Linked DNA regions of Sus scrofa: region 1 is linked to region 2. Evidence: chromatin contacts called from public HiChIP or PLAC-seq data. All regions are on one chromosome and are shown on one strand. The core of a region is the stretch at or near the end of the contact, and the rest is flanking DNA. Distances in the headings are between cores, read along the strand shown.

The links. HiChIP or PLAC-seq counts read pairs in DNA pulled down with a chosen protein or histone mark.
Region 1: an H3K27ac HiChIP or PLAC-seq map of alveolar macrophages shows a contact between it and region 2. The contact joins the promoter of LAMA5 here to the promoter of TAF4 in region 2. A contact is called at or near these places in 2 of 2 datasets of contacts at active chromatin or transcription factors (alveolar macrophages and skeletal muscle).

The regions. Positions count from the first base shown.
Region 1 is chr17:61,744,713-61,750,377 of Sscrofa11.1, reverse strand. LAMA5 (laminin subunit alpha-5) reads left to right here and starts at 2,583. Exons shown (of 80, transcript XM_021078218.1): 1 at 2,583-2,915. The coding sequence starts at 2,622.
Region 2 is chr17:61,526,129-61,531,908 of Sscrofa11.1, reverse strand. It overlaps TAF4 (transcription initiation factor TFIID subunit 4), which reads left to right and starts at 1,946. Exons shown (of 17, transcript XM_003360050.4): 1 at 1,946-2,309; 2 at 2,312-2,716; 3 at 2,719-3,295. The coding sequence starts at 2,019.

The DNA.
Region 1 (5,665 bases), core at 1,334-3,833, 220 kb before region 2:
ACTTCCCTCAGGTCCTGGGGCTCCTGCTGCCCTGGGGCTGTGTGGGGAAGGGCTCTGAGCCTGGGGTCAGCCCGTGGGGGATGGCCAGAGCCTAATGGGACAGAGAACAGGCCACCTCTACGGCCCTCTAACCACCTCCCGGCTCCCAGGGCCAGGCACCTCTCTCCTGTGGGGCAGCGCTGGGAAGCGGGCACTACATCAGGGACCCGAATATCCCCCAAAGGTGCCCAATACACGTGGGGGGGAGAAAGTGAAGGACAGACCGACTCCCTCCCCCTGTGCTCTTGACTGACCCTGGACCTTCGTTCCCAGTGTCCCGGTTCATAAGCAGGATGGGCGGCTGGGTGCCCAGGAGTCAGAGCAAACACGCCCTGGGCCGTTTGGAAAGGAGTGGCTGGACATGGGACATGGGCAGCAGGGGTGAAGGTGGGCAGAGGTGGGCTCCCTCCCATGAGGCCACTGGGTAGCCCTCCTCCCTCCTGCCCAGCTGGGGCACAGCAGCTGGCACGGGGCGGGGCAGAGAGCGGGGACTTCACCCAGCCCCTTTCGCCACATTCTCCTCCTCTGCCCACTCCTCCCACGCCCCCCGCCCCCCCAGGCCTAGGCCACCAGTTGCTCTGGGGCAGCTGTCAGCCGGGGAGAAGCTAGCCCGGGATTAACCCTCCTGCTGGGTTGACTCAGCGCATTCTCGGCAGCCGCCCTCCCTCCCGCCTGCTCTGTGTCCTGGACGGTGGAGGCCCAGAGGGTTCCCACTCTCACCTCAGCCCGCTGGCCCCTCCCTCGACCTGGGGGGTGGAGGGTGGGAGGGTTCCCAGCTATCAAGGGGGTGCCAGGGCCAGAGGGCCCTGCCATGGTATGTTTGCAGGGGACCTCCGGGCAGTACGAAGGGCTGAGGGCCGGCAGGTCAAATCCCCCGTCTGGGGACCCAGCAGCTCTGCGTCTGGTCTGTCCCTCCCAAGGGATCATAAGTTAGCTGGAGAGCTGACCTGTCTGCACATTCCTGCTGGTGTCCCCCTGCCCCCCCACCCCCATCCCCGCCTGTCCCCCCGCCAGTCCCTCCCCCACTCAGGAGCTTCCCTGTCTTGGGGAGCCCCCTCTTCTTGCCCGCCTCCAGGTGGAGGGAGAGGGGAGGGAGGGGCCCCCATTGCTTATTTCTCAGCTCCCGAGAGAAGCGGCCCTCCAGCCCCTTGAGACTCAGGATCTGCAGGAGGCCAGGGACAGCCAGGAAGCTGTGGCCTGTGGTGCAACCTTCTGGGAACAGCTGCTGGAGCAGGACCCCCACTGCCGGGACCAGCTGGCTGCCACTCCAGGCACTTACTCGGCTCCAGGACTGTCCAGGGGGTCCCACGTGGGACAGACACCCGGCTGGCCTGGCTCACAGAATGGGGGCAGCCGCCAGCCCAGCAGCTGCGCCCGCCCCACCCCATCAGGGCTTCCCTTGAGGACAGCGTGGGCCAGGAGCCGGAGGGGAGGAGACCCAGTGGCCGAAGTCACCCAGACGCAGAAACAGCTGGGCCTCAGGCCTCTAGGTCCAGTCCCATCTCCCCAGTGTCCTTGAGCTCCTGTCCAGAGTGGGAGGGTTTGACTGGCAAACAGAGATGGTGGAGTCCAGTGCCCCAAAGCAGGGCACCCCCCAACCGCCCTGCAAACCATAGGTACTTAATAATTGTCCTCCTTCGCACCCGTGGGGCTCTGAGCATCCTCCCTTCAGCTGCAGGGGGCCCCACAGGTCTGATCCCTCCTGATCCATTTCCCAATTTCAGAGTATTTATACGCCGAACCCTGGGTAGGGGGGAGCCAGGTGGGGTTGAATCTGACCTGGCCTCCTCAGGGAAGCGTGGAGACCCCAATCCAGGTGTCCCTGTCCCTCCGCAGATGGGATCTCCTGCAGGGCCCCCACCCTCCAGCACCGGCAGAGCACATCTTCGCGCACACCTGCCAGATGGGGCAGAAGCGGGGGCCAGTCTGAGGGGAGAAAACCCGAAATCTGCGAGGGGAGAGGGGGCAGCGAGGCTGCGCTCGCAGCTCACCCCCTCAGTCCCGGGGACCCAGGTCTCCAGGGTCTGAGATCGCTCGGGACTCTGGGCTGGTTCTGGGGTTGCGGGTGGGGACGGCTGGGCCGTAGATGCGACCGACGCCAGGGCTGGACCCCGCGCTGGACTCTGGGCGAGCGTCTCCGACTCCTGCCCGCGGCGCCTGGGCCGGAGCCGCCGGGGGCGCTCGGCCGCCGAGGTGCCCGAAGTTCGGAAAACAAAGAGCGGAGCCTCGAGACCGCGGAGAGCGGGCGGTCGCGCCGGGGGCCCGGGACCGGAGGGCGCGAGGAGCCGCCCGCAGCCAGGACCACGCCCTGGGGGCCGCCGCCGGGCCCCGTTCCCACGGCCTGGCCCGAGGCCAGCAGGTGTCCCTTCCGGGCGGCCGGCCGGGCCGGGGTCCCAAGGGTTAAGGCCGCCGGCCGCCCCTCCCCCTGGCCTCCCCCGCCCCTCCCCGGGGCGCGGGGCTCGGGCGCCCGGGCGGCCCGGGGCGGGGCCTGACGTCCGCGGGCGGAGCGAGCCGAGCCGGGCCGGCCGCCGCGCGCAGACCCGCCGGGCTCCCGCCGCGCCCGCCGTCCCTGGAGTTGGAAGATGGCGAAGCTGGGCGCGCGGCCCCGCGGCCCCCGGAGCCCCGCGCCGCCGCCGCCGCTGCTGCTGCTGGCCGGGCTGGCGCTGCTGGGCGCGGCGCGGGCGCGGGCGGCGCAGGGCGGCGGCTTCAGCCTGCACCCGCCCTACTTCAACCTGGCCGAGGGCGCCCGCATCGCCGCCTCGGCCACCTGTGGCGAGGAGGCCCCGGCGCGCGGCGCCCCGCGCCCCACCGAGGACCTCTACTGCAAGTTGGTGGGGGGCCCCGTGGCCGGCGGGGACCCCAACCAGACCATCCAGGTGAGCGCGGGCCGGGGGCAGGGGCGCGGGCGGGCGGGCGGGGACGCCGGCGCGGGGGACGCGTCGGGCTCGCGCTGCGAACTCCAGCCCGACTCGTCGGGGGGCCCCACGCGCCGCGGAGAGCCCGGACGCCGACCGCAGCGCCCGCGTCCCGCCCCGCCGCGGGTTCCGCATTTCGTGGGACCGAAGGGACCCCAGCTCAGCCGTTCTGGCTCAACCAAGGAAGTGCGCGTCGCTCCCGGCGGGCGCAACGCGGCGGCCCCGGGCGAGTTCGGCGGCGGCGGCGGCGGCGGGCCGGTGGGGGGCGGGGCGGGGAGGGTGCCTGGTCCCTGGCGGCCCCAAGTCCCGGGATCCCGGCGAGGGCGGAACTTGGCCTCCGCGGCCGGCTGCCTGTGGGGAGGGGGCGGACCCGCTCCGCCTTCCCCCGGGACAGGCTGGAACCTGCTGGCGACCGGCTGGGACGGGGATGGGGGCGGGAGGGGCCAGGGCGCTGCTCTTTGGGGCCAGATTTAGGAGACTCCCTCCTGAAGGGGAGGCTGGAAGCTGTGCTCGGTGGGGGTTTAGCCAGTGGGTGGGACCCTCAAGGTGGGAGGGGGACAAACGGATTTTGACCTGGGGAATCAGGGGCAGCCTCTCCGCCGCCCCGCAGGTCAGCCGTGGGGACATCCAGGGTGTCCAGGAGCTCTGCTTAGCCCATGCTAGGCCCTTCTTCCCACTCCTGCCAAAGCTTAGGGAGAGTCTGGGGGCCCCAGGGCTGTTGTAACCTGAGCCTCAGCCTCCAGGGACCTGCCCGGCTGCCACCTTCCTGGTAGGAGAGGCTGGGGGAGGGAGGAGGGAGTTGGTGAGTGGAGTGATGGGCTGGGTGATGAATGGGGCCGCCTCAGCTGGGGCCCCTTCCCTGCCCTCAGCCTCTGCCTGGCCTGCCTCTTTCCCTGGGCCCTGGGGGGAGGCGGAGGGGCTGGTGCTGAAGAGCCATCTGGGACAGCAGGTCCTCTCCCTTGGGCTCCTGGACACACCTGGACTCTCCTCAAAGCTCTGCACAGCTGAGCAGCAGGTCTCAAGCCCACACTTCAGATGGAGAAGCTGAAGCCTGGGAAGCCCTAAAGCCAGGCCAGGATCTGGCTGGGGTCAGAGGGGGACCTGGGTTCCCCAGCAGCAGCCCTCAGTGCACCTGGGCCAGGTCAGGGGAAGGGGCGGGGTGGGGGGCTCTGGCTGAGCCCCCCAACCCCCACTTCCCGGCCCAGGATGCTCAGCTGGGATTCTGCTGCTCAGCAGCCCAGGCTCCAGGCTCCAGCTCCGGGTCACTGCCTAATTGCCCCCCTGTGCTGCCCGCCCAGGCCCTTGAGTAGGGGCAGCTGCGTGGATCCCTGAGGGAGGGGCCGGTCCTTGCCCCCTCGTGGTGCTTAAAGGAGCAGCGCAGGAGCTGGTGGCCCGGGATCAGAGCCCCTCTCCTTCGCTGTGTGGCTTCCCTTCCTGAGCCTTGGGCTCCTCATCTGTAACATGGGCACAACGCCATGCCTGCCTCGCCTGAAGTTCCGAGCTTTTGACCTGAGGAGCCTGGGGAGCCCTCTGCCACACAGGGACCTCTTGGCAAGTGGCTGTGGCCATGGCGTTGTGGGAGCCCTGAGTGAGAACGTCAGCCCTGCCCCGACCCCCCAGCGCACAGACTAGCAAGTCAGAGGCAAGACATCCCTTTGAAAGTCTGCACCCTCGGTCCTTAGCACCCTGTGCTGGGGCTGCCCATGTGGCAGAAGGACCAGCCAGAAAGACTGATGGCCAACAGACATGACCTGAACAGTCTGGTGACCTCGGGCGAGTTGCTGTACCCCCTGGAGCCTCTGCCGTCTCCTCTGGGGGCAGCCAGTCTGCACACCGCCCTGGCCGCCCCTGGGGTTGGTGATAGGGCTCTGTCTGGGGCCGAGTGGCCGGGCACAGCTTCCCGTCCCAAGACCCAGTCTTGTGACAGCAGGATGAGTGGGCCAGGGAGGATGGGGCGGAGGCCCAAGGCTGCAGGCCAGCAGCTCCCAGGGGTCCCGTGGGGTTTGGCTGGGGGGTGTGCCAGCCGGGGCCTGGGGTGAGCCCTGCTGGGCCTCTGGGCCGGGTGGTCCTGTGGGCAGCTGGGGTGGGCAGAGGGCTGCTTGGGAATCTGGCCCTGCGACTTCAGGTGGGCATCAGGGGAATTCTGAGCAGGCTGCAGCCCTCGGGGCAATTGGGGGCTCGGCTGCCAGCATGGTGACTCACTGGGAGGGGAAGTCCTTATCACCCCTCCTTGTTTCCTGGCTCTGTTCCCAGCAGGACCCTCTGCAGCCCAGGGCGGAAGGAGTCGGGTTTCCCGCCCTGTCCACTGCGAGCCCAAGTCAGGCAGAGAGGGCGGCAGGGCCCACGTCACCGAGGGGCCCTGCTGAGGCCACGCGGGGCGTTGACCTTTGGCGCCTTTGACCCTTGACCCAGGCAGCCTTTGGAAGGCCCCACCCCAACCAGGTGGCCCTCCCCACCTCCTCCGAGAAGCCTCCCAGCCCGTCCAGCCCCAGGCGGCCCACCCCCATGTGGCCATGCTTCCCGCGCGCCTCTCGGACCCCACCTCTGCCCTCCCTGGGAGCTCCCACAGGTCTGCGCGCCAGACCCCGGTTCCAGTTTGGGGGTCACCATTTGACCTTGGTGGCATGGCCTGTACAGATGGTGTCCTTTTCTGGGTGTCCTCTTGCGGTAGCCCCTCAGTATGATGGCTCTGGAGGGTGGCCTCAAAGACA
Region 2 (5,780 bases), core at 697-3,196:
CACTTCCTGCTGGCCTGGAGGGTGCCCCGGAGGCCTCTGGGGGTGATGTCACAGCCGCGCGGGGTGGCGCACGCTGAGCCCCGCCCGCGGAGGCCGGTGGCGGGGGACGCACTCACGGGGCGAGGCGGGCGGGCGGGGGGGCCCTGGCAGGCCTCCGGAGAAGGCCGTGGGGAAACAGGCGTGGCCGGAGATGGCACCACCAGCCCCCTTGGCTGAAAAGCTCAGTGGCTGGAGGGGCGGACGTGAGGGGCCACCTCGTCCGCAGTCTCACGGCCCTGCCGTCTCGGGCATGCAGTCATCTGCCTGGCGCTACCCCCGATCCCATCTGAGCGCGTAGACGGTTCCCCACTACGCAGGTCGCGCCTGGGGCTGAAGTCAGCCTGCTGACGCTTTTGCTCGGTCTACCTTAACCTTTTTTAAGGGGTTGTCAACACTGGACGATTGCATGATTCAGGAGATTTTGCACATTTCTGCTCTGGTTGGAAAACCAGGCTGTCCGCCCACGCTGGGCTCAAGGCGCAGTGGGGCCGCGAGGTCCCCACCCCAGGTCTGTTCCACTCCTTTCCTTTCCCGTCTTTGGGTACCCAAGCTGGGGTGCAATATCCCGACTTTCCCTCTGCAGGGATTCCCCCTGCTGCGTCCCCCGGGGAAGCCCCTCTCCAGGCTCCACGCCCCACGCTCATTGTCTAGAACCCGCCCCGCGAGCTGGGCCTGCGGGGGCCGGCGGGCTCCTTTGTTCAGGCGGCCAGAAAAGAACCCTTCTGTGTCAACAGCGTCCCTCATTGTGCGGAGGTCTGGGCGACCGCGGCGCGGCCTCGCCCGCAGGAGCCGGAGATGGGAGGCCTTTCTGGGTTTCCCCAAAAAAGCGGAGCAAAAGAAACCACTAGGGATGTCCCAGAATACCATCTTCCGGTGAAAACAAAACACAAAAAACACAGGAGAGAACTTTACCTGAACTCATTTTATAGAGAAGGTGCTCGCACGGTTCTTTTCGACAACTTACTTTGTCAAAAGGACAGAGCGGAAAACAAGGACCCGAGGAGCAGCTCCAGGCGGACGGCTCCCTACAGGAGCTGCGGGTCCTAGCCGGCGCCGCCGTCTCACCCAGTAATTTAGGGCACTCGCGTCCCGGGCCGCGCCGCCGGATGAAGTGAGTCACCCTGGCGCGGCTCCGGCGGCCTTGGGCGCCGCCCCCCGCCCCGCCCCGCCGCCCGAGCAGCGGCCTCACCGCGCGAGACGCCGGGCCTCGGGCAGACCTGGGCGCCAGCCGAGGACGGGCCCGCGCCCGGCCCGCAGCAGTGGCGCCGGCGCTCAGGTCGCCCGGCGGCCCCGGGCCCCGGACCTCGCCCGTGCCCTCCCGAGGCGCCCTGCCCCTGCGAGTCACGGCGGCTGCGCTAAGGGGCACCGGGGTCCGGGGAACACGGCGTCCCCGTTCCCTCGCCTGCCTGGAGCTCCCATCAGCTCCGACCGCAGCCATTTTGGAGCGAGCGGAGACAAAGAGCGAGTCATCGCGGCCGCCGCCCCACCAGGCCCCGGCCGCGGTCCCCGCCCGTTTCATCCTCCCGGCTGTCGGCATGCGGCCCGCCTGGCGGCGGAGACCCCCACAGCCCTACCGGCCCACCGGCGCCGGAGCCCGCCGCCCACTCGCCCTCCGCACCCCAACCGCCCGCCCCGCGCCCCGTCCTCTGCCGCTCGCAGCCATTGGCCGCGCCTTTTAAGCAGGCGCCGCGGCCAATCGCCGGGCGCCGAGCGGCCGGGCGGGGGGGCGCCGCGGCCAATGGCGAGGCGCCGGGCGGCGGGCGGGGGCGGGCGCGCCGCCGCGCCTGCGCAGCGCGCCGCCGCCGCCCTCCCCCCGCCAGGACGCCCGCGCCCCCCGCCCGACCGCCGCCCCCGCCCCGCCCGGCGCGCGCCGCCCCCCGCCCGCCCCCGCGGCCGCCCGCCCGCCCGCCTGCCCGCGCGGAGCCTCCTCCCCGCCCAGCGCCGGCCGAGCGGCGGCGGCGGCGGGCCGAGGAGGAAAGATGGCGGCGGGCTCGGATCTGCTGGACGAGGTCTTCTTCAACAGCGAGGTGGACGAGAAAGTGGTGAGCGACCTGGTGGGCTCGCTCGAGTCGCAGCTGGCGGCCAGCGCGGCCCACCACCACCACCTCGCGCCCCGCGCGCCCGAGGCGCGGGCCGCGGCCGCCGGCGCGCTCGGGAACCATGTCGGAGCCGGAGCCGTGCCGGCCGAGGGCGCGCCCGCAGCGGCGCCGGAGCCGCCCCCCGCAGGTAGAGCGCGGCGCGGCCTGAGCGCGGGCGGCCGCCGGCCGGGCCTGTGTCCTCACCGCGCTGCCCGCTTGTTCCCGCAGGGCCCGCCGCGAAGCTGAACACGCTCGAGGCCGGCGCGGGCGCCGCGGCCGGGGCCGGGGCCGGGCCGGGCGCCGCGGCCGGGGCCTGCGCGCCGGGGGCCGCGGCCGCGCCCGAGCCCGCCGCCAAGCCCGCCGCCCGCAACGGCCCGCCCGGCGGCCCCGGCGCCGCGCAAACTTTGAATGGGAGCGCCGCGCTGGGGAACTCGCTCCGCGCCGCCGCCGCACCTGCTGTCAGCCTGCTCCACAACGGGCCCGCGCCCGCGCCGCCGCCGCCGCCCAAGCCAGCCGCCGCCACTGTCATCCAGACGCCGCCCTTCCTCGGCGCCCCCGCCGCGCCCGCGCCCCGCGCCCCCTCGCCCCCCGCGCCCGCCGTGCCCCCCGCGCCCCCGCGCCCGCCGCCGCCCCGCCGCCGCCGCCGCCCGCCGCCGCCAGCCTGGCCCGGCCGCCCGGCCCCCCGGCCGGACCCCCGGCGGCCGCTCAGAACGGGGGCAGCGCCGCGCCCGCCCCGGCCCCCGCGCCCGCGCCCGCCTCGGCCCCCGCGCCCGCGCCCGCCCCGGCGCCCGCCGCCAACAGTCAGCCCGGCCCCGCCGCCGCGCCCGCGCAGGTGGCCAAGGCCGACTCGCCCAAGACCGCGCTGCAGCCGGCGCCCCCGCCGCCGCAGACCCTGGCGGCCAGCTGCCCGGCCGGCGCGGGGGCCGGCATGATCCTCGGGCCAACTATGCAAGGGGCGCTGCCCGCCGCCGCCGCCGCGGGCCTCCCGCCGCCGGCCCCCGGCACTCCCACCGGGCTGCCCAAGGGCTCGGCCAGCGCGGTGACCCAGAGCCTGCCCAGGACGCCCTCGGTCACCACCGGCGGGATCCGGGCCACGCTGACGCCCACGGTCCTAGCCCCACGCCTGCCGCAGCCGCCGCAGAACCCGACCAACGTCCAGAACTTCCAGCTGCCCCCAGGTGAGTGGCTGCGTTGCCTGCCGGCGGGTGTGTGCCGCCCCAGCTGGGAGTCCAGGAAGTTGCAGGGCTGGCGGGACGCGGGGGGGCACGGGTCTCGCAGTGGCCTGCCGCGAGCGGAGGCACACCTCTGTCCAGGCTCAGGACAGTCCCGGGGTGAGAGAGAGAGTGCGAGCGTGCATGCGATGGGACCTGGGGCAGGGCTGCCAAGCTTCTCTGCCAGGCTCTCGGCCTGGCCAGTGGGACTTTTCCCGGCTTCCCGGCCCCTGTGTGCCGCTGCCCAGTCCCCACAGTGGGGAGCAGTGGCAGCCGGTGCTGCGGGGACAACTCGCTGGGGTCTCACCGGGCCCCTGGCTTTCCCACGCTGGGCCTTTGCCTCTCCTGGTTCCTGGGGTCAGGCATTTGGTCTGTGTCCTTGCTCTACCTTCCTGTGTTTTATCATTCTGGGCTGTGATTGGTTCCCCTGATGATGAGCTAGGGACCCCCCTTTCCTGGCGAGCTCAGCGCAGAGATGCCCCCTCCACGAGGCTGGGCAGGTCTGCCTGGAAAGCTCTGGCTTCCCTTTGGACGCCAGGATGGCAGGGTTCCCAGGGGAGCCTGGAGGAGTCCTGGGGCTCACGCCCTTCCTGGTCGGAGCCCTTGCCTCACGTCTGCTCTGCAGCCGTGCTTCAGCACTTCCCGTAGCCACAGTGTCACTTTTCACAGTGTCCTCCTCCACCGTGTCATCGGGTCACCCCGGTCCTCATCACCTTGGAGTCAGGGTGGGGGGGGCACGTGCCCTGTGATCAGTGGGGCGCGGGGGTGCAGCCGGTGCAGGCGGACAAGGAGCGTCTTCCATCCCACGCTCCATCTCCTGTCCCCTCGGTGTCCCCTTGGGGCTCTTCAGGTTCACTCGCGAAAGGTCCCCGCCGGCCCTCTGCGTCACGCCGCTCTGTGTCGGGATTCCCGGCTCCGTGTTTTCCCTTCCATCCCCGGCTCGCCTGCGTGGACTCTGGAGCGCTCCTCCCCGCGTGTAGTAACATGTGCTGGTGTAGCGGCCGCTGCGGTGGCGCAAGTAGTAGAAACAGCACCTCCTCTGTCTGTGTCCCCTCCTGCACTGGGGTGAGCCCGTGGTCACCTTGCAGGGACTTCAGCGTCTTAGGGGGGAAGGTTTCCCCATCAAAGTGACACGAGGTGCGGAGCGGTGGGGAAGTTGGGCACGAGGAGGAAAGGCTGCAGCTGAGAACTGAGTTTCTGGGGTGATGGTGCCCCCCCCCAGGAGGAGACCACGTCGAATAAGTTACCTGACTGGGTGGGGAGCCCCTTCCGTTCCGTTTGTTCTCAAGTTTGTGGGAGTGATTTATCCAAGGTTCTGTTTTGCTCATTATGTGTATTTTGACCTTTTAGTGGAAAACACGGCTGATCTTTAGTAATGTTTAAAAAAATGGAATTCGTCGTTGTAGCACGTTATGTAAGGTGTCAAAATACTTTTTAGCTACTTATTAAGACGCCCTCCCGGTGGTGCCCCATGCTGCCCTTTTGTTATTGGAAACTGGCGTGAGCTTGTCCGCGAAGGGCCCCAGGCTGGCGCCCTGCCTGGCTTGTGGGGCCGTGACGCCCGGGCTGCTCTGCCTGTCCCCGGGGTGCTTTGGGTTGACGGGATCCCCTTGGTCTGAGCCTTTGCGCAGGTGAAGCCCCCGCTGCCTTTCTTCTTCTGCGGGGAGGCTGCCGTGGGCGGGGAGGGCCCCTCTGCTCTCTTTGTCGTGACTGACCCTGGACTCGCTTTCACCTCCTGTCCCAGCATCTGTGTTCGGGAGGTCTGTGTGACATGTAGGCGACCCCTTGGAAAGGTTGAAAAGCGGTGACTTGGCACGAGTTCCCTTGAGTCTTTGCAGGAGTTCTGTGTATGTGAGAGCAGAGAACAGGTTGACACTTGGGTGACAAATGCTGAGCGCTGTGCCTTGAAGGGGTCAAATGCTTTCCAGAAAATGAGGCTCACATCCCTCATTTCATGCTGCCCCTCCCCCACAGTTGATCTGCTGATTCGGAGCTTGATTGATTACTTTGCTTCTCTTAGGAACAGCAGAAGCAGAAGAGGATGCAGTTAAAACTAGTACCAGTGCCCCATGGTACTGTCTTTCAACTAGTACAAATTAACTCTGTTCTGTAAATGATAGACCGAGAGTTTTCTAGTTACATTCGTGTAGCTGATGGACCAGAGAATATTAAATTCTACCTGATGTCTCCTCTTTGTTGAACCATCTCGTCGCAAAGATGTATAAAGCGGAGGCGGAAGTAACTTAGGGAAGTAAGTGCTGCTTGCCTGAGAGCTCATTCCTACTTCGACCTGGGATTGGGGCAGGCAGGGTTCTCAGAGCTACACAGAGGGGTCAAGTGGAGTAACAGTGGATTGTTGGCAGTTGGGGTCGAGGCCTGCCCCTTCTAGAGCCTTCCCTTCCTGTAGGGCAGGGTCCGAGGGGGAAGGGACAGGGACAGGGGTTTCACCAGG